7 separate regions of the Mus musculus genome follow, and regions 1, 2, 3, 4, 6 and 7 are each linked to region 5. Evidence: chromatin contacts called from public HiChIP or PLAC-seq data. All regions are on one chromosome and are shown on one strand. The core of a region is the stretch at or near the end of the contact, and the rest is flanking DNA. Distances in the headings are between cores, read along the strand shown.

Region 1 (2,700 bases), core at 96-2,595, 570 kb before region 5:
ATTATGAAATAAATGAACCAACTTAAGCTAAGAAATGTGTAACTGCTCCCTCAGAGTAGTGCAACCTTGGGTGTGATACTGCATTTTGGTGGACAGTACTGTGAGAGAGAAAGAGGAAATGATACATGATAAATACTGTCCTGAGTTTAGCATCCTATTTGAGCTGAGAAACTCTCAGAGAACCAAGGAGACAGGACAGGGAAAAAGAATCTATCATTGCTCAAAGCAGGGTGGAGAAGCCTTGGGATATAATAAGTCTAATGTTTATGCCTCACGTAATGCAACTTGGAATATTCCTCACTGAAGATCCTTAGATATCTCACACCTGCACAAATACTACTTACTGTCCTAGCAACTTCTATGGATGACCCAAGGGTGAACTGGCACCGCTGCTCCCATTGGTAGCAACTGGTAGAGAAGCAAGAGAACCTCTGGGAGGTCATGTTGAAATGATTCGTTTTGAAAGCATCTTGCCTGAAGGAAAATCCGTAGCAATTGAAAATGAGCTACCAATAAAGAAACAATAATTCCTCCCCCAGCGAGGAGAAGAGGAAGTGTCTGGTTGCCACTAAATCTGACTTGTTTGTAACTTCCTGGGCCATAAGAATTTAGAAACTTCATGTACAACTTTATGCCTCTGCTAAAATCAAGTAAGGTTAGCTTAGAAAAGGTACCTCAAATGGCCAAAGTTGATAAAGGATAAAGGAAGCTTAAAGTTCCTAAAACTGACAAATGTTAACAGATCTACAATTGTTGTTAAGCAGGGAGAGTGCAAGTGGATCTAATTTATACTGGAGGAAACACAGAAAAAAAGTTGTAACTGTTGAAAGCACTTCCTGCGTGGATTCGTCTTGCACATTTTGATGCGGATGTCATGAAAGCAAAGCAACAGTCAGACTACAGACAGGAACAACTTTTACTCCACACAGGAACAGACCAGTACCTAGAACTTAGCGTCCCTTAGTAATAGAGAGTAGATCAGAAAATCTGAGGGCTAAGACCACGTGATGAGGTCTAATGTCAGAGGCATGATGAAATAAGAAAGCCCCAGTGTGGCTAGGTAGCACTGAGGAGGGCAGGCCAGCACTGCCAGGCACTGCTAGACACTCTGGAGCTACTTTCTATCAGCACCCCCACCCCACCATCCCGTGCTTGCTTCAACTGCTTGCCCTTGGCTGAGTTCACTCACTCACGGTCCGGGACACCCTCAACTCCTGGTTGAGCCACTGGCACAGGATTTCCGACATAGCTCACTGGTGAATTTGACTGCTTGCAGGTGCTAGGAACTTTCCAGGAACTCAGTCAGCTGGACTGCGTCTTCCCGTCGCCCAGGGCAACCAGTTGCTAAGGAAGCTCTTTCAGGCTGGAGCTAGGTCGCCGGCTCAGAGAGGAGGAGGCCCCACTGCATAGCCGTAGTTATCAGAAATTGTTGTCTGCCCCCTACTGGCTTGTAAGACCTGAACCTGTGCTAGTGCAAAAAGAAGGCCTAAAGAGTGTGAGCAGCATTATGAACTAACCAGTACCCCTGAGCTCTTGACTCTAGCTGCATATGTATCAAAAGATGGCCTAGTCGGCCATCACTGGAAAGAGAGGCCCATTGGACACGCAGACTTTGTGTGCCCCCGTACAGGGGAACGCCAGGGCCAAAGGGGGGGAGTGGGTGGGTAGGGGAGTGGGGGTGGGTGGGTAAGGGGGACTTTTGGTATAGCATTGGAAATGTAAATGAGCTAAATACCTAATAAAAAATGGAAAAAAAAAATAAAATGTATTTTCCAAAAAAAAAAAAAAAAAAAAAAAAGAGTGTGAGCAGCAATTATAATAAGAGGTTTCTTAAAAAAAAAAAAAAGTCATTGCCAGATGAACTATAAACCTTGATTTCTCTTCTGTAAATAACCAAGGATAGACTATATAGAGTTATTTGAAATCATAAGCTGGTTTGAAAAGTGGTAATGTGCACTGAACTGTAATTTGTTCAATAAAAGCAATTCTCTAAATTATTCATTGTAATACTTTTATAATTTATTTTTTTTACTATCAATAAGGCCCAAGTTTCACAATGAGGTTTATGTGAGCCATCCTGTCTGGCTTTGATTTCACAAATTCTTTGCCCCGGAAATAATGACTTAATGTCTTTGAACCTCACCGTTCTTTCCTTTAGATGCAGACACAATGCTTGCTTTACAAGTTGAGGAAGTTAAATGAAAACTCACATACTCTGATGACTTGCTTCTGGTAGAAGACCAGCACATGCTTCAAAATTGCTTTTTTTCTTGTAAGGCAATGAGAGGGCTTGCATCTCATCCATGCTTCAAGTAGATCGGAGTTGCTTGTGTTACAGAAGGCAATTATTTCACATAGCTGGTTTGAATTTATTCATGAATGTCCATTTTCACATAGAGACTCATGCCAGTTTCTAAAGCTCAGTTGGCCTCTGAGCTTTCATTTCTTCACCTTCCCTCTTGACCACCCTCTAGTTTCCTCTTCTCTGCCTGTTTTAGAGTGACCTAGCTCAGTTGATATCTACTTTTGTAAATGCTTTCTGCCTTCAGGACCAAAATAACCACCAGGTTGAGTGTTCTCTTTAATTGTCCTGTGTGACATGCACAATTCCTAAAGTCCTACTATACCTCTTTACTTAAACACTAACATGAATTCCACTACTATGTATTTATCGATGGCTAGACTCCTCAATGAGCCAAT
Region 2 (2,909 bases), core at 266-2,765, 820 kb before region 5:
TAGTATTTTATCCATTCTTTTGTTCTCTGGAATTATACAAGATACTGAATATTTATTTCTCTATGGCACACTTAAAATAGCAGGCTACATATAAAAATGACACTCTTAACTGGTCATCTAACTTCAAGTGGTGAGCCATGAAACCTTACAGAAATGAGTGAATTAGTCGGATCACTGGGTCGTATTTATAGATTTGTTCATTTATGTGTGTACATATGTAACAAAGACAATTAAAGAAAAAGAAGCCATGTATTTGATAGTAAGCCATAAAGGGAGAGGAACTGGAATGATTGCAGAAGGAAGGCAGGGGACAATCTACACATAGTACATAAATGTAAAATTTAAAGAAAATGATCATAAGTTATTGAACATGATGGCCTATTAATATGAGATAAGAGAATCTTTGTTAAATTATAGAGGTTGATGTTTGTTGACTATGATGTAAAATCAAATTCTATGCTGGTTTAATAGTAAAAACCCAATAAAGGTTTAAAGGAGTAAATAAACACGTGGAAATATTGCAAGTGAAATGCCTTAGGAAGCCTCGACTCTATTTACTCTATTCTTTGGTGTTTCATAAGCAGGAAGTAACTTCAGTTTCCAATGCTGACATAAGTTCATATTTTTAAATCTATTGGTACACTTTAGTAGCTCATAACTGAGAATGGCATTGTCTTAAGTTATTTTAGAATTTTACTGTGTATTTCAAAGCAAAATACTAGTTATTATTGAAATCTATGTTCGCAATTTGACTTTAAGAAAATGTATTACTACCTAGTATAAATTTTACAGTGTATTTATCAATATCATATTACAGCATTTACTGAAATTTTATATAATTAAATTATTGATTTTCCAGTCTCTAAAAGTAATAATAATATTTTCTCTAATAATTCAGTATACTAGCAGCTAAGATTAACATTAAAATACTTTGGAGAATTCTAAATATTTTGATCCAAGGTCTTAAACAACTTACACATTTAGGAGCAAATGTGACAGCAACAGAAATCTTTTTCTGTACTAAGTGATGTATTGCCTTCAGGATGATAAATATTTATCTTAAATAGAAAGATACGGCACAATAATTTACAGTTGAGGAATGTTCCAGATTAACTGAAGTGTTTCAACAGAAATGTTCCTTCAGGTTATTTTCCCAACCTCAGGGGATTTGCCTGTTGTTTGTGTCACATTTTGTTTTTGTCCACATCTTGAGGAGTGTTAATATGTTCCTTGGACTCACCAACTTTTATGCATAACATTTCTTATTTTTTACAGCTGTTACTTCAAGCTATATCAAAATGTCTGCACAAAGGTACACAGTGTTGTAATTCAGAAGTTAAGGTTGACTTTCATGGGGATCTTAAATGAACTAAATTTATCATTAAGCAAAATTAAATGTAGATAATTATCAGAGGAGTGAAACTAGGAAAATTCTTACCCCTTCTCACTCTATAATTTCCCCACTTTTGTGGTCACAGTGGTTAAGAGCACAGCTGGGGAGGGAAATGTTGACCGGGAAGGCAACTGACTCCTTGCACGTGGCTGCCCAGATGCAGTACTTCTCAGGGACGTGGGGCCAGCTCTTTCTGGGCAGCTCAGCTTGTCTTTTTATTTAGAACACTGATGAAAAAACAAAGCAACATTATTTTTTAATGTGTTCATCCATCCTCTCCTTTGGTACTGTGTTTAGCAAGAGACACAAAGTCCTGTAACTGTAGTCCTCAATGCCATAATACTTAAAGTCCAGAGAGGAATCACAGAACAAAGTAATCACAAATTGGTGTGGTACTGACATCAATAAGCCAACTCCTGATCTATAAGGCAATGCCCTTCCAGAGAAGATAGTATCTGAGATGTAATGAAAATGAAGATAGACCAGAAATTACACAAGGAACTTTACACAATAGGCTTCTGAAGATGGACATACCTGATTACAAGAGCATATGCAGAGAACAAAGCGGCTCTGTAGATGTGATTACAGTGAGCATACTGAAATGGAGAGATTATACTCATCTAAGTAAGTTTAATATAACCACATCAGTTCTCAATAGGAGAAGGGAAGAGGGCAACATCCAAAGAAGAAATTATGATAAGGGAAACAGAGGTTGCAAGTATCCATAAGCATGATAGAGGGATGATCTGGACTCTAGAGTCTAGAGACTACTATTTGCATGAGAAATGAGAAAAGCAAGGAATGAATTCTATAGAGAGTCCAGAACAATGCAGTCCAGTGAACACTTGGATCTTTAGCCATTTATAATGTGTTTTGGACATCCAACTCCATGATACATAAGGGAATACATTTGTTTTGTCTGCAAATGACACCCCATTTGCAAAGGAAAACCTAGTTTTGACCATTGGAATCTCCAGATTTCATCTGTGCAGGCTCAAAGCATGCTGCCACAGTCTCTATTAGTCCAGTTCTTCTTTGATCTCATGTGATAATCTGTTGCTAGCATGATATATGTATATATGAGTTTGTGTTTGTATGTATGTTAATTCTTTCTAGATCCTTGTAGAATTTTACCTTTAGTTATTATAATAAAAATGTTCAGATGTAGACAATCTTACATTTAATATAGATCTTTGCAATGTATAATTTGTATCTTACTATTTGAAATTAAGTCTGGTCAGAAGAAAGCCTCCATACAGAAACTTGTATTCTAGAAATTGAGGTTTTCACTAGGTTTTCAGGTACACTCAGATGTCCAGATGATGTACGGAAGAATTCCCACACAAGAGCAAGGGAAATGTGGTATCTTCACGGAAATGACAACTTGGGTCCCCAAATTATTAAATGCCTTTCATGAAAAAGATTTATTTTATAGGTGTGTGTGTGTGTGTGTGTGTGTGTGTGTGTGTGTGTGTGTACATGCCTGTGTGAACTTGTGTGCACTGTGTGCATGTAT
Region 3 (2,843 bases), core at 219-2,718, 540 kb before region 5:
CTGTAGGGATGTTAGCCATATGGAACTTGGTCAGGGCGTGCTTGAGGGATGCCAGTGGAAAGTACAATGCTGAAATAGAGGAAGGAGCGGTGGTGATTGAGGAGGCTAAGGAGATTGCTTCTCAGGCTAGCAGCTGAAAACCTAAACAGCTTAAACAACAAACCAAAGAGAAGAAAGAGAAGAAGGAATCTAGCTCTGAAGGGTCTACTAGTGACAGCGACGGGACTGATAGCAACAGTGACATCTGTAGTCAGATGTCCCGCTTGAGTTTGCGGCGCAGTAGGACGCCTGAACCATCAGCCCCTCCGTTGACTTCTCCCCCCCCCCCCCCATAAAGATTAGGAAGACAAAAGGGGAAGGCGTAGTCTTCATGTAGAAGTCTAGAAAAATGTGCCCACCATTGTGGGGGCCTTCCCAGTATTTCAGGATCAACAGGGGCAACGTTATCATGAACCCCTGGATTGGAAGGTTGTACAAAGATTGAAGGAGTCAGTTCCGACTTATGGGGTCCAGGCTGCCTTTACCATAACTCAAGTTGAGTCCCTACAGCGGTACTGTATGACGCCTTTTGATTGGCAGAACCTTCGCAAAGCCATTCTTTCGGGAGGAGGTTATTTAACATGGAAGGCTGCTTATCTTAAGCATGCCGTTGAGCAGGCTATGGCTAATGCTGCTGCTGGATTCCCCAATGCAGCCTGGAATATAGACATGTTAATGGGGCAAGGGAACTTTGCCAACAATCAAACAGGTTATCCTATACAGGTTTATGAGCAGATTAATAACTGCTCTTAGAGCTTGGAAGATGCTATCAGGCACTGGAGACCTTGGGACCAGCTTGTCTAGGGTGATACAGGGACCCAATGAGAACTTTGCAGACTTCCTAGCACGACTAGTGGAGACAGCTGGGAGAGTATTTCCAGATGGTGATGCTGCAATGCCATTGGTCAAGCAATTAGCCTATGAGTAGGCCAATAAACCCTGCAGAGACGCCATATGCCCTTATAAGAGCCAACGTTGTAAGTATGGTTAAAGGTTTTCCGAGATGTGGTGGACATTCCACTGACCAACCAGGGGTTAGTGGCAGCCATAGTTCAGGCTCAAAGGCAGACTCCTCATCAGGGTGGACAGCAAGGGGGAATCCAGGGGGGATGCTTCTCTTGTGGGCAGCCAGGTCATTTCAAGCGAGACTGTCCTAATAAAGGAAGACAGGAGATACAGACAGGCATGCAGAGCCCAAGTTATGCCCTCACTGTCACAAAGGAAATCATTGCGTCAGAGAATGTCAATCCAAGTGGGATGTAGATGGTTGTCCCCTAACTTCTCAATCCACAGCTGCTAGGCCAAAAAATGGAGTGCGGGGCCCCCAGCCTCAGGGCCCACAAATATATGGGGCCATGCAGCAGACTCCCACACTGTGGCCAAACCTTCAACACATTCCCCGGTGCAATCATCTACGGGCATCCTCAGAAGAGCCACAACAGGAAGTGCAGGACTGGACATCTGTGCCACCACCAGACTCATATTAACCCCAGAAATGAGTGTGCAAATGACTGCTTCAGACTTTAAGGGTCCTTTGCCTAAAAACACAGTTGGCCTCTTATTAGGACATGGTTCAGCAGCCAATAAGGGATTAATTATCCATCCTGGTGTCATTGATCCTGACTATGGGGGAGAGTTTAAGATCATGGTTTCCTCCCCCAGAGGGGTGTCTGCCATTTCCCCTGGAGATAGAATTGCTCAAATTTTGCTTTTGCCTAGTCACCATGCTAGCTTCCTTTCAAGGGAACTGAAAAGAGGAAATAGGTGCTTCAGCTCTACTGGAGACACTGGGGTGTGGTTTTCTATGACTATGGAGGATCACCCTATGATTAAACTTGAAATTTAGGGAGTCTCTATATGGGGCTTACTTGATTGGGCCAATCGCAGCACTGTAAAAGAAACAGATTGGCCAAAAAGTTGGCCCCTTCAGACCTCTGCTCAAACTCTTCAAGGTCTTGGATTTGCACAAGACCCCAGCTACAGTGCCAGTGTACTCCATTGGAAGGATGAGGAGGGGGCATAGGGGCAGTTTTCAGCCATTTGTTCTTCAAGTCCCTGTTTCATTATGGGGAAGAGATGTTATGACCAAGATGGGTGTAAAAATAGTTTCAGAAAAGACTTATAGTTTGCAGAGTCAAGCTATCATGGACGGGATGAACTATCAGAAGGGTAAGGGTCTTGGCAAAAATGAGGATGGATGATTCTCACCTATCTCTCCTAGAGGCCAAAGTGGCAGGGAGGGATTGGGTTTTTCCTAGGGTCCACTGAGCAAATATCTATTAAATGGAAATCTTATCAGTTGGGTGCCTCAGTGACCCCTACCCAAGGAAAAGCTGGAAGCTGGCCACATGTTGGTTAAAGAGCAACTTGATGCAGGACATGTTAGAGAATCTATTTCACCATGGAATTCACCTATTTTTGTTATAAAAAAGAAATCAGGGAAATGGAGGTTACTCCATTGTTTACGTGCAGACAATGCCCAGATGGAAATCATGGGGTCAGTGCAATTATGGTTACCAATGACTTCAGCGTTACCAAGAAATTGGACCTCAATAGTGATAGAGTTGAAAGATTGCTTTTTCACTGTTCCTCTGCATCCGGTTGATACAGATAAATTTGCCTTTACCTTGCCATCAATTAATCATTCTGCCCCTGATTTGCGATATGAGTGGGTGGTTCTACCCCAAGGTATGGCAAATAGCCCTACACTGTGCCAGGTTTATGTAGATAAGGCATTGCGACCTATCTGACAACAGTATCCGAGAGTATATTTATACCACTATATGGATGATATTTTGATTTGT
Region 4 (2,748 bases), core at 77-2,576, 860 kb before region 5:
TTTCTGTATGTTTAAAAAATTCCTTATGACACATATCATTCTTTTCTCTTTTCACGTGATAGTCAAAATAAATTTATCTTTATTGTAAAAAAAAAAAAAAAAGAAAGAAAGAAAAGAAAACAAGAAAAAGACATGCTCTCAGAAGCAGATCCCTGCAATTGCAACTTTCCACATCTCATCCGACAAGAACGCTGGAAATCCTGGCTGAGAACTCTGTCAGGGGCAGCAGCCAACTGTACAAAAGAGCGATGGAGTGAGCAAGCCAGCTTGGCCCCAGTGCACCAGTCTCCTTTGTGGCTGGCTACTCCACTCAGCCTCTGTTCCAGATCTCCCAGTCACTGCCTTCTGCTGCTCTGTGGATATCCCCTTCACTTGCCATTGTGTGTGTAGCTGGGCGAGGGTAGGGAGAGGTAGAGGCAATCAACAGCTTTGTAACCCTAGTCTTCCCTTCCCCTCAAACTCCCAGTTCAGTCACTTGCCATTTTAAATGAATTCATCACTGTCCAAAGGGTCCAGCTGTCATATTGGATGCACCAGGCTCCACTTGGTCGCACACCTTATCTTCTGTACCTTCTCTTCAATTCACCCACAGGGTTCTCTACATCACTGTTCTTTCCTTTTTGTAAGCACTGTAGTCCACCTTCATCCCTTAGTCTCATCCTAAGCTCCTTTGAATTGGAAGTCAGTTACCTGGCTGGTTTTATACTTTCCCCATCTCTCCTTCCAACACTTCCTTTCAGTCTCCACCAGCCTTCCATGGTTTGGTTCAGCAGTTCAGACCACTTGCTGCCCTTCCAGAAGACCCTAGGTCAGATCTCAACACTCATGTCAGGCAGCTCAAACCTACCCACAACCAGATTCAGAGCGTCCAGCTCTCTCCTGTCCTCCTTGTGTACCCTTACACATGTGACATACATGTCCATGGACACATACAAAGGGAATGAAAATAAAGATTGGTCCACTTATGTTATTTACTCTTCTGCTTTGTCCAAAGCATGTGGTACAGCAATCGTCTAAAATATATGGTGCTCTGCCTTGTCAGAGTCTCATAGCTCTAGCCTTGATAACTTTTACCTTCTATTATGAGTAAAATGTAGGCATTGTGACACCTCAGAAAGTCCGTGTGCTGGGCTGTGATATCTGCGTCCTTGGATAGCTCGGTCATGGAACTAGAGGGGGATTCCAGGCCATCTGTGTCCTCCGTTGCCCCACACCTAGCAAACTGGTTAGAGGTAATGAATCTCTCAGACATCCATAGAAGACATGGACAGAACTGTGCCTCTGATGAGAGAACTGTACATATGCTGAGCCAACACATGGTGGTGCTGTGGTCACATGCGTCAGAAAGGACTCCTTTGTAGGCCAAGTCCAACCTGACATATGTTGTGCTCAAAGGGTCTTTTGGATTCAGAAACACTTTAGTGTGGGGTGTGATGTCAGTGACATCATGATATTGTATCCAGAGGCTGCATGTGCCATTGAAACCTCAGATCTCTTGAGTGTGTATTTCTTTATCAGAAATAGGACTCTATCCTGCCTTTCTTTCAAACCCCAGGTCCTGAAAACTTTTTTTGTCCTGTTCTGCTTTAATATTAGGCCTCAGAATTCAAATTAAGAGCGTGGTTCTTTCAGGTACCCCTCTTTCCTCCTGGCCTGAGATGGTACATTGAAAAGAGGACATAACGTAGTAAATATTGGTTGTTTGTCGATGAGTTGAGGGACCAAATTATGGAGAAGGATGGTTAATATGGGCATTTCAAACACCATGCTTGGCTATAATTTCCCCCCTGAATTTATCAAGTCATATTCAGAGATATCAGCTTACATCATCCCTGGTAGAATTGGCCTCAGAAGGCAGAAGTAGGCAGAGTCCCAATTCCCAGTATCTGCTCTTCCCAAACTCTGTTTTTATTTTGCATAAGAAAGTGCCAGAAAAATTCACTTACATGCTGATACACATGGTGGAAGAGAAAGAGTTCTGCTAAGACTCAAAAGTCCAATGTCTGCTGTTTGAGGCCACTTGCAGGAAAGTTATTTTACCAATCTATACTTTGGTTCCTGTTCCTAATGTGCACCCACCTTTCATGCATCAATAGCACTTTTGAGTAGGATCTCTGAGATAAAAATTAAAGTTAAAGGAAGTCTACAGGTGGGATCTCCATATTGACTATAGTATGGCTTGACAAAAGAGCAAAGGGTCCTGGAGCTAGCATGCTCCTGCTGTGGTATGTGATGCCTGCTGTGTCCCTCATCAGATGCTGAGCAGATCCTGGTGCTGTGTGTTCTCTGGTCCATATTGTCATAAGCAGTGAATAGTGGAGACTTTGGGGGGTAAGCTCATATTCACCATGAATAGGTTTAAAGGACTCCTTTGTAGGCCAAGTCCAACCTGACATATGTTGTGCTCAAAGGGTCTTTTGGATTCAGAAACACTTTAGTGTGGGGTGTGATGTCAGTGACATCATGATATTGTCAGAAATCAGGTCTCTAGGATTTTGGTCTTGGGCTTTTTCCACTGAAGTAAGAGCTGTGCGAACTAAGTCTGGACTGCCCAGGTTACCTTCTTCTATATCTGAATATTTATTACACAAACAAAAACAAATGGAGAAAGGTGTGAGTGTGTGTGTGTGTGTGTGTGTGTGTGTGTGTGTGTGTGAGAGAGAGAGAGAGAGAGAGAGAGAGAGAGAGAGAGATGGAGACAGAGACAGAGACAGAGAGGGGGAGAGAATTGGTTTATCAATTTTCTTA
Region 5 (2,952 bases), core at 186-2,685:
CCATTAATGGATTGGATTCAGTTCTCAACCAGAACATTCGATAGAAGGGCACCGCTTGTTGGTATGTGCGTACCCCAAGCTTCCAGTGTCGTTAAAATGTCTATTTTTGAGTGATTCCACAGCAGTAGTGGCAGGTGTTCTACACCTTCAGAAAGCTGTCCGTTGCGTGGTATGTATTTGGCAGACAGAGCACATCCCCTGATCAGGAGGATGGATTCTGTGCCTCTGGGGGCTCATCACACATCTCTTCACAATGCTTGAAGAGTCTATGACGGAGAACTTTGCCTCCTAGATGTTCTTCCCTTGATTTAAAAATAAAATTTAAAAGGAAATGAAAACCATGTGCTTCTGGAAATTTATATGTCGTTCATCAAAATCTATTGTTTTTTTGGAGCACTGTCTGAAGTCTAATAAGACTAATGAGTCTTTTTTTTTTTAATAAAAAAAGTCTTTAAAATCTTTCTTAAAAAGGCAGGAACTTGAGAAGCTTTGAAAACGGTTCCAAAGAGTAAAAATAATAATATTAATAAATTGCTCAAAACTCTCAAGCCCTGCAAGTTCAAAATTGACTTAATACCCTGAACCCAAGAGGTTTGAATTATTACTGTTCATTGTCTCTTGTTATGGGGCTTTACAGAAGGGAGAAAGAAGCCACACGGAGGGCCACTAAAATTCATTATGAGGTTTGCTTCACAGCCATGGCCATATCCCTGGAGAGTTCCTGAACCTTCTCAGCCTGAACTTAGACAGGAACCTCCACCCTGACCATCCCACTCTCAATCTGGCAGGATCGATAAATTGACCTGGTTTATGCTCTGGATACTGGAGCAAGAACCCTCCATGAATGGTTCTCCTGTGGGGAGCACAGTCTATATTATATAAATGGGTGATGTGCTATTAGACAGCTAAACAATCATGTGGAAAGATGAATGCAGAAAATAATAAAATAATAATATAATAAAATAAAATAAAAAGCCAACAGCCTGAACTGTCTTCCTGAAGAGACTTCCCCTGAACTCTCTACACTGTTGTCTGACGACCTCTTGTGGTGAAATCTTTGCCAGCAAGTGTGAATCAGGGCTTCTTAGCCAAGCCATCCCATGTTACATTTTACTAGATTCTCTTCCCACTGTTTTGTCGCTCACATTAAGCAAGGAGCAAGAACCAGTTGCAAGCACCCAGAATAAAAGTAAATGGTGCATGTGCCTGAGCGGTTGTCATTTAACAAATGTCACCTGGTGCTTTCTCTTCCAGGGAGCCTCTGATCTATTGCCTGTAGCAAGAAGAAGGGCCAGCCTGAAGCAAAACATGTCATCTGCACTTGCTTACATGCTGCTTGTCCTCAGCATCAGCCTCCTGAATGGTAAGAGACTCTCTTCTTGCTCTCCTTGCCTGAAGTGTTTATCGGGGGGGGGGGGGGGGGGGGTGGAGAGGCTGTCTCTGTCTGTTGCAATGCAGCTGTGAGAAAGGAAGACGTCTGGGTCATGTGCTGCTACTAAATTATTTGCCACACTTCTGCATTAAAATTAATGCCTGATCTTATCATGCACCCCCTCTCTTCCATCCCCATTTTGAGAGGGCACTGAGAGGGCACTGGAGATGGACTTGCCATCCAGGTTCTTACAGTTGCCAGCTACATGACTTGAACCACTTGTGTGTCTCTCCGTGGTTTTAATTTCTCCAAAGGAGGATAGTTATATTTCACATAGTTCAGATGGATTAATGCATTTGAAAATACCTTTGGACAACCATAAAATAACACACAGGATTGCTATTACAAGGTGAGAAAGAAGTGCAGCCACTTCCAGTATGTGTGCAACTCAGAGAAACAAAATTCAGAGCTAAATGAAAAGCTGTGTGATTATCTACATAGGTTTCCCTATCTACTTCTATGTCTTTCTGGACATGTGTACTTCTGAATGTAACAATGTACATACCAACTGTTTATAGTACTGGGCTATAAATGCTTCTGTGTGAATATATGTGTATATGTGAATACCAATGAGTAACCTCTGTGTATATCGTGTACATATGTGTGTATATATATGGGGTGTGTGTGTGTACCAATATATTGCCATCATTATGCCTTTGCTTGTATTTCTCTCTGGATATGTTTATATGGATGTTATGCATTATCTGTGTATATGGAATCAGCATAGGCAAGTGTCTGCATTTCTTGGACTTGTATCATATCCCTTGTATTGCACTGAGATAGTCCATAAACTTTGTTTCCTCTAGGGACATGAAAGTAACATTTGACTACTTGTCATTTCACATCATTTCACAGCCTTACCTTTCCCCCCTAGAAGGTTGTTTGGCTTGCTTAGTTTTTCAAGACAGGATTTCTCTGTGTAGCCCTAGCTATCCTGGAACTCACTCTGTAGACCAGGCTGGCCTCAAACTCAGAAACCTGCCTGCCTCTGCCTCCTAGGATTGATGAGATTTTTTAATGAATATTTCTCTCTACATAATTTGCTTCTCCTCACCCATGGCAGAATAAAACAAGCAAAAGAAACCTTGTATTTTTGCAATGACTCCCAAAAGCACTATCCTGACAAAATCTTCCCTGGAGGATGAACAATGCTCCAAATATTGGTAGATCCACACAATGCTCACACAGATTCTTTTCAGCAGTTCTAAGCTACTGTGATGCTTTGCTGGCCAGCCCATGGCCCCATTTGGTACACCATACTAGATCATCCATTAAGTTCTTCCTTAACACATTTCGTACAGAAATGTGGTTCCTGTTCATACAGATCCCTTTGCCATGATTCCCCTGACCTGATCTGCTGGATGGGTGAGTAGCTAAAGTTCCTACCTGTGAGCCTTTGTGAAAAATTGAATAAATGTGGGGGAACATATAGAAGACCCCTGAGCTGCTAACACCAAGGCAAAATGGGGGGGGGGGTGGAAAATAAGATATACCATCAGTTATAATTGGCCTTCCAAGCC
Region 6 (2,700 bases), core at 134-2,633, 600 kb before region 5:
TTCTGCAAAATCAATCTTGGCTTGTTTGGCAAGAGCCTAAGAAAGCAAGAATGAACTTTAAGTCACTATTGTTATGCCATTATTCATATGAAGATAATAGCATGCCAAAAATATTTAAATAGAATAAAATCCCCCTTTATATCAGGATTTAATTAATTAAGAATCAGTTCTCACTCCTTAATACTCTAAGTATTGCGTATGACAGCAAAGACAGTGCTAGAGAGACGCCAACAAAACACTATAGTGGAAAGTGGTATAGATGGTAAAAGATCACAGAGAAATACGTTAGTCCGGGTCAGATGGCAAGCATAGCTGACTGATGCTTAAACACTCGGTGACCAGGGCCCCTCCACCAGGAACATGCGCTATGACCACTGGATTTCCTGTTTCAGTATTAACTTGTGGACTGACTATATATGTGACTGATAGTTACTTGGTTATAGTGCCTTGAGATAACATACTTAACACATTCAAGTATGCTAAACCCCTTACAGCCTTAGCCTTTATAAAAGGATGACGTTCATTCATAGAAATGTCTATTCATAGAAACAGAAAGTAGTTAAATATGTAAATATCTTATCACCACTGTCTAGTGGATTGCAATTACTTTGTTTAACTTGTTCTTCACACAACACAAGGGCTAACCAAACCGAGAGTAACACGTTGCTTAAAGGGATTCCTCTCAGAAAACTCTACCAGCTGCTTCAGAAAGCATGCCATGTGCTAAGCTGCTTCACAAATACCATCTAACTCCTGTAACTTAACTCTTGTAACTTAGAAATAAGTGTAATTTTTGCAGGAACTGTCTTCAAATTTAAGCCCCAACTTGTGTGCAGAATTAAAGTTCAAGCATTTAAGAATCCCAACAAATTATTTATTCCATGCCCAGTTTTAATTTCTTCAAAGGAGGGATGTTAACAATTTTATTGTACCCAGAAAAATTAACTGAACAATTTCATCTGAATAAGTAGTTCTTAATACTGCTAATAAATTATAAGACTGAAGAAAATGGATTGTGATGTGAAGGCCATCATTTGTCTTACGGTGGCTGTCTTATTTTGCATGTTTGCTTTTAATTTCATTGGGTTGGAGGACCTCTAAGATCAGTCCGGTGTATTCGGACGATTCAGGAATGGCACTAGCCTCTTTCATTGCTGCCTTGTTTCACTTGGTAACCCTGCCGAGTGAGTAGAGGTGAGACAAGGAGCATTATGTCATGGTTTCACGATATCAAGAGGAGCTCAGACATGGAAGAAACTTGGCAGATGAGAATTTATGGTGACAATGACACCAAAATTGCTGAAGCTGGTTTGCCACAGGAACCAACACTCTGAAGGAAATGATGTAAGCTCCCTAGCAGCAACAGAACAGTTTCCACCCTGGCTGCTGGTTGTGCTGGTGCTGACTCCTGGTTCCCTCATCCTCCTTCATGCTTGCCTGCCTAGCTGCCTTCTTGCCTCCCTCCCTCCCTCTCTTCCTTCCCTCCCTCCTCCTCTCCCTGCATCCATCCATCAATCCCCCCTCGCTCTGATCCTTCCCTCTCTCGTCTGACTTCCTCTGTATCTCTCTTCCTCTTTTCCATCTGCCTACTTGGCCTCCCTAATATATCTTAACTCTGCCGTTAGCTCTGTGCTAGTCACCGTACAGTCTTATCATATCAACGTATGCAGCAGCCCGAAAGGAAGAAAGAGGAAATATAAGTCTGTGGATATTGTAATTCTTAATAGTGATGAGATTGGGCTACAGAGACCTACAGGAAGGCTCTGATCCTAACACTTTTGACTTTTAAACTATTGGTTTCTCTTTACATATGTGTAAGACTTACAGATAGTGTTCCTCTGTGGTTTTTGTAATAGTTTTATATGCATATAATGAGAATAGTGCAATTGTGCTTTGAAGCAAATGCTCAGAAATTTGTGATTAATTATTATTCAGAGCAGTAGGTGGCACCAAAATTTAAAATCAAGAACTACTGGTCTGGATGAAATGTGCTTCATCATGGTGTATCATAGAAGGAGCCAATAAGAGCTGGCCATGCCTGTATTTACCGAAAGAGCTCTCCTGTCCAGGCTCATTTAAGAGTTTTTTTTGTTTTGTTTTTGTTTTTTGTTTGTTTGTTTGTTTTTGTTTTTTTGACAGCACATGCAAGCTACCTAAAATGTTGAGCTCCATGTCTCTGTAATCAAGTTTAATAAACTGATAAGTATGAGTTCCCCAATGGGAAAGAGCCAAAAATCGAGTCAAGAAATCCATTGATTAAACAAACCTATTTTGTTACAGGAAAGCATACACAGGAAATTCAGGAGAAATATGATATAGGAAATGAGTAACACATTGGATATTTTGTTTTTTGTGTTTCAAAATAATATCCTAGTAGCATAGAACATACCCAGGAGACAGATCTTGGCTTCTAGGCACTGTTCTCATTGACAATAAACTACAATATCTCTGCCTTTCCATGGATTATTATAGTTTAGAGAAAGGAGCATTGCAATATAATATAGGCCTGTGAAGTTGTATTATACCAAAGAGTAATGAATTGTTTATTTAAAACGAATTCTTTCTTATTGAAAGAAAGCTTCTTCAAAGGTCTTGTTCTGCCTCAGAATAGTCTCCTAAAATAGCTCACACTAGTAACTTTAGAGATAGGCAAGTCCATTGGGTGTCTGGGGTAAAGACATTAATTTCAGGACATGAAAA
Region 7 (2,796 bases), core at 183-2,682, 780 kb before region 5:
TCTTCATAAGAACATGCAAGGGTTTTCCATCCTTGCTGATTACAAAGTAAAGTCACACAAATATCTAAGCTTAGGATGCACAACTAAAGGCATTTGACTGAAGAGCTAAACTACAGAGCTAGGCTGATGTGTATTGATACTGTGCATAAAGAAAATACAGATGTATTTGATACAAGCTTATGCAATGTAGCTTTAACTGGTCTGGAACAAAGATGATTTTTCTGTCTCAGCCTCTTAGGCTTCAGGACTACAGGGATGTACTACTGCACCCAGTTTAGGAATGCACATATAGGCCAGCCATGGTGGTGTCTGCCTTTAATCCTAGCACTCAGGAACCAGAGGCAGGATGCACACACACACACACACACACACACACACACACGCACATACACAAAGACACACACACACACATTCCCCTTTTAATGGTGTGTGTGTGTGTGTGTGTGTGTGTGTGTATGAAAACAGTTTAATTAATTTGTAGAAACAAATTGGAGATTCACATTCCATGTAGCTGCTGTGTCTGCCAGAGACGTTTGAGTACAGTCCTGTAATTAAAATGCCTATTTTTAAGAAGTCAAGGTCTAAGTATTTTATGGATTCTGAGGAGAATTATGATGACCATATAATGGATTCTCTGAATATAAAAGCAACCCTGTGTATTTCAAAGAAGACACCTTCCTTAGCATACTACTGAATTATTCATCAGCAATCTAACATGAATCTGCCAAAGCTAAAGTATGTTGAAGAAATACATTATAGAGTAACTTCTAAACTCTAGACACTAGAAATACAGTTTTGGTGAATACACAAACCTCTCGTTTCTGGCCATTAATTTATCATGGGTATCTAGGGTTTTAGAACTCCATAAACAGTCAAAACAACAATGGCTTGATTTTTCAGTCTAATACAGTTTTGGAAGCGATCATCCAAAAAGCTCCAACAAAGAACTGATATGAGGTTTCTTTTTTGAAATTACCAGCATACATCCACATTTATGAGCCAGAATTTGAATGAAACTCAATGCTTCTTGACAGTTCTTGAGAGTTACAAGCCATTTGCAGTATTGTCATCATTCCCTCTGTCCTGGTGATTAATACCCACAAAACAACCTAATTAGTGCTAAATTCTTGCTTGCCCTGTTAGAGAACTGTGTAACTTGATCATATATGCTACAGGTAATCTGAAATCCTTTAAAAAAGGAGTTAGAAATGACTCACCATCCTGGGCATTTCCACTTTCTCCAGAAACAGCTTGAATTAAGCAGAAAACTATAGCGAAAGCTCTACCCAGAGCCATCATTCTGAGAGAGAGAGAGAGAGAGAGAGAGAGAGAGAGAGAGAGAGAGAAAGAATAGAGAAGAAGCACGCTTGTATGTGCAAGTGAATGAGAGAGAGGGAGACCCAAACCAGCTCTGTGCCTGCTAAACCACAGACAGGGAACTATGAACATCACAGAAGAAGGCAAGTGCCAGAAACAGGAAGTCTGAGCAAAAGGATTGCTGCTGTAAGCAGAGGTAGAGAAAACGGAGAGGTAGAGTGTGACTTTTTTTTTTCCTGCATCTTGGTATTCCCTGAAGCTCCTGAACTTAACTGCTTACTTTTGAGCAAGGTGGTAGACTTCAAGTGATGCTTCAGATGATCTCAGGGTCCAATGTAACAGGATCACAAGGCCAAAATCCACACTTACGATGCTCCTCAGTTGGTTGGGGATGCTCTTGTTTTAGGAATAATGATGCTAGGATAGAGTTGTCCCACTTAGGGCTGAACCCTCAATGGTCACGCCCAGTTCTCTGCTCTCTGAGAGAGAAGTGAGAAAAGAGCTTCTCTAATGAGAGGCAAGGCTGCACTATTCTATGGGTATAAGGACAAATGTCTAGAAGACAGTTTGATACTCTGTCTTTTAAACAAACAATAGTCCTGTGTTTTCCCCTATGCTCTAAGACCTCCCTGGCACGGGTTCGTGGTCAGATTTATAGTACCAGCCATGAAACACTCCCCTCAAGAACTCAGGGAACACCATGGAGGAGAGAAGGAAAGATCAGAAGAGGCAGGAGCCAAAGAGAAATACAGTGAAATTATCTATTATAAAAATAATAGGATCTTTGTGTTCATAATTTCACAGAAGCTATGGTTGTGACACAAGACTGGCATGAGATCACACCAATCCACATTCCAATATGGACAGAGCAGGTGTTCAAGAGGCCACATCCCTAGCTGAGGCCCTCCTGGCAGGTTGACAAATACCAGGCGATTAAGAGTTAGTTTTCTTTAAAAGTGTGTCCCATGGTAGGTTGCTCAAGCTCTAGTGGGCAGTTATACACTCATGAGCACAAGAGCTGAACTAAGTAGGTTCTGTGGATCCTTTTCTTAAATCATTTTAAGAATTGATTAAGTTATTTATTTATCCTAAATTCTGACTGCAGCGCCCCCCCCCCCATCCTTTGCTCCCAATCCCTCTTTCTCCCTTCCCTCCAACCTTCTCTAACATTCTTCCATTTCTCCACAGAAAAGGGGAGGCCTCCCTTGGATATCAACCAGCCTTGACATATCAAGCTGCAGTAAGACTAGGCACATCTTCTTCTCTCGAGACTAGAAAAGGCAGCCCAGTTAGCAGAAAGGCTTCCAAAGGCAGGCAATGTAGTCAGAGACAGCCCTGGCTTCGGTTTTAGGAGTCCCACATGAAGACCCAGCTGCACAACTGTTACATATGTGCAGAGGGTCTAGGCTTGTCTTGTGCATGATTTCTGGTTGAAAGTTTAGTCTATATGAAAACCTATGTGCCCAGGTTAGTTGATTC

What was found. HiChIP or PLAC-seq counts read pairs in DNA pulled down with a chosen protein or histone mark.
Region 1: a contact with region 5 is called in a RAD21 HiChIP or PLAC-seq map of pro-B cells, with 14 times the contacts expected there. The contact joins the promoter of Spef2 here to the enhancer-like site in region 5. A contact is called at or near these places in 16 of 39 promoter capture datasets (the 3T3-L1 cell line, 3T3-L1-derived adipocytes, the C10 cell line and 10 more), 2 of 15 datasets of contacts at CTCF or cohesin (large pre-B cells and pro-B cells), 29 of 484 Hi-C or Micro-C datasets (the AtT-20 cell line, B cells, the BV-2 cell line and 14 more), 2 of 115 datasets of contacts at active chromatin or transcription factors (the 230-238 cell line and large pre-B cells) and 3 of 9 other capture datasets (adipose tissue, liver and pancreatic islet).
Region 2: a CTCF HiChIP or PLAC-seq map of large pre-B cells shows a contact between it and region 5, with 19 times the contacts expected there. The contact joins two enhancer-like sites.
Region 3: a contact with region 5 is called in a RAD21 HiChIP or PLAC-seq map of pro-B cells, with 9 times the contacts expected there. The contact joins two enhancer-like sites. A contact is called at or near these places in 2 of 15 datasets of contacts at CTCF or cohesin (large pre-B cells and pro-B cells) and 4 of 484 Hi-C or Micro-C datasets (embryonic stem cells and uterus).
Region 4: a contact with region 5 is called in a CTCF HiChIP or PLAC-seq map of pro-B cells, with 24 times the contacts expected there. The contact joins two enhancer-like sites. A contact is called at or near these places in 3 of 39 promoter capture datasets (the C10 cell line, Sertoli cells and hippocampal neurons), 4 of 15 datasets of contacts at CTCF or cohesin (embryonic stem cells, large pre-B cells, pro-B cells and 1 more), 160 of 484 Hi-C or Micro-C datasets (3T3-L1-derived adipocytes, the 63-12 cell line, the AML12 cell line and 88 more), 20 of 115 datasets of contacts at active chromatin or transcription factors (the 230-238 cell line, DN3 thymocytes, PVALB interneurons and 10 more) and 3 of 9 other capture datasets (adipose tissue, embryonic stem cells and liver).
Region 6: a contact with region 5 is called in an H3K27ac HiChIP or PLAC-seq map of large pre-B cells, with 7 times the contacts expected there. The contact joins two enhancer-like sites. A contact is called at or near these places in 4 of 484 Hi-C or Micro-C datasets (adipose-derived mesenchymal stem cells, myeloid progenitors, uterus and 1 more), 1 of 115 datasets of contacts at active chromatin or transcription factors (large pre-B cells) and 1 of 9 other capture datasets (embryonic stem cells).
Region 7: an H3K4me3 HiChIP or PLAC-seq map of pro-B cells shows a contact between it and region 5, with 11 times the contacts expected there. The contact joins the promoter of Il7r here to the enhancer-like site in region 5. A contact is called at or near these places in 20 of 39 promoter capture datasets (the 3T3-L1 cell line, 3T3-L1-derived adipocytes, the C10 cell line and 11 more), 2 of 15 datasets of contacts at CTCF or cohesin (large pre-B cells and pro-B cells), 4 of 484 Hi-C or Micro-C datasets (bone marrow-derived macrophages, embryonic stem cells, large pre-B cells and 1 more), 6 of 115 datasets of contacts at active chromatin or transcription factors (the SCID.adh cell line, bone marrow-derived dendritic cells, bone marrow-derived macrophages and 2 more) and 2 of 9 other capture datasets (adipose tissue and macrophages).

The regions. Positions count from the first base shown.
Region 1 is chr15:9,747,523-9,750,222 of GRCm38.p6, forward strand. Spef2 (sperm flagellar 2) reads right to left here and starts at 1,346. Exons shown (of 37, transcript NM_001305042.1): 1 at 1,190-1,346. The coding sequence starts at 1,247.
Region 2 is chr15:9,490,781-9,493,689 of GRCm38.p6, forward strand. No RefSeq gene overlaps it. Among named protein-coding and RNA genes, the nearest start is that of Il7r, 38 kb to the right of the region's middle. Within about 2 kb of position 1,516, at least 20 of the 459 cell types and tissues checked have an H3K27ac peak or open chromatin away from gene starts, as enhancers often do.
Region 3 is chr15:9,773,158-9,776,000 of GRCm38.p6, forward strand. No RefSeq gene overlaps it. Among named protein-coding and RNA genes, the nearest start is that of Spef2, 26 kb to the left of the region's middle. Within about 2 kb of position 1,469, at least 41 of the 459 cell types and tissues checked have an H3K27ac peak or open chromatin away from gene starts, as enhancers often do. A contact at or near this core is called in pro-B cells, where this site is marked.
Region 4 is chr15:9,454,120-9,456,867 of GRCm38.p6, forward strand. All of the region lies in intron 1 of Capsl (calcyphosine-like), which reads left to right. Among named protein-coding and RNA genes, the nearest start is that of Capsl, 19 kb to the left of the region's middle. Within about 2 kb of position 1,327, at least 86 of the 459 cell types and tissues checked have an H3K27ac peak or open chromatin away from gene starts, as enhancers often do. A contact at or near this core is called in pro-B cells, where this site is marked.
Region 5 is chr15:10,312,911-10,315,862 of GRCm38.p6, forward strand. It overlaps Prlr (prolactin receptor), which reads left to right. Exons shown (of 10, transcript NM_011169.5): 3 at 1,255-1,363. The coding sequence starts at 1,309. Among named protein-coding and RNA genes, the nearest start is that of Gm41269, 43 kb to the right of the region's middle. Within about 2 kb of position 1,436, at least 3 of the 459 cell types and tissues checked have an H3K27ac peak or open chromatin away from gene starts, as enhancers often do. A contact at or near this core is called in pro-B cells, where this site is marked.
Region 6 is chr15:9,713,253-9,715,952 of GRCm38.p6, forward strand. It overlaps Spef2 (sperm flagellar 2), which reads right to left. Exons shown (of 37, transcript NM_001305042.1): 9 at 1-36. Among named protein-coding and RNA genes, the nearest start is that of Spef2, 34 kb to the right of the region's middle. Within about 2 kb of position 1,384, at least 53 of the 459 cell types and tissues checked have an H3K27ac peak or open chromatin away from gene starts, as enhancers often do.
Region 7 is chr15:9,528,444-9,531,239 of GRCm38.p6, forward strand. It overlaps Il7r (interleukin 7 receptor), which reads right to left and starts at 1,433. Exons shown (of 8, transcript NM_008372.4): 1 at 1,218-1,433. The coding sequence starts at 1,299.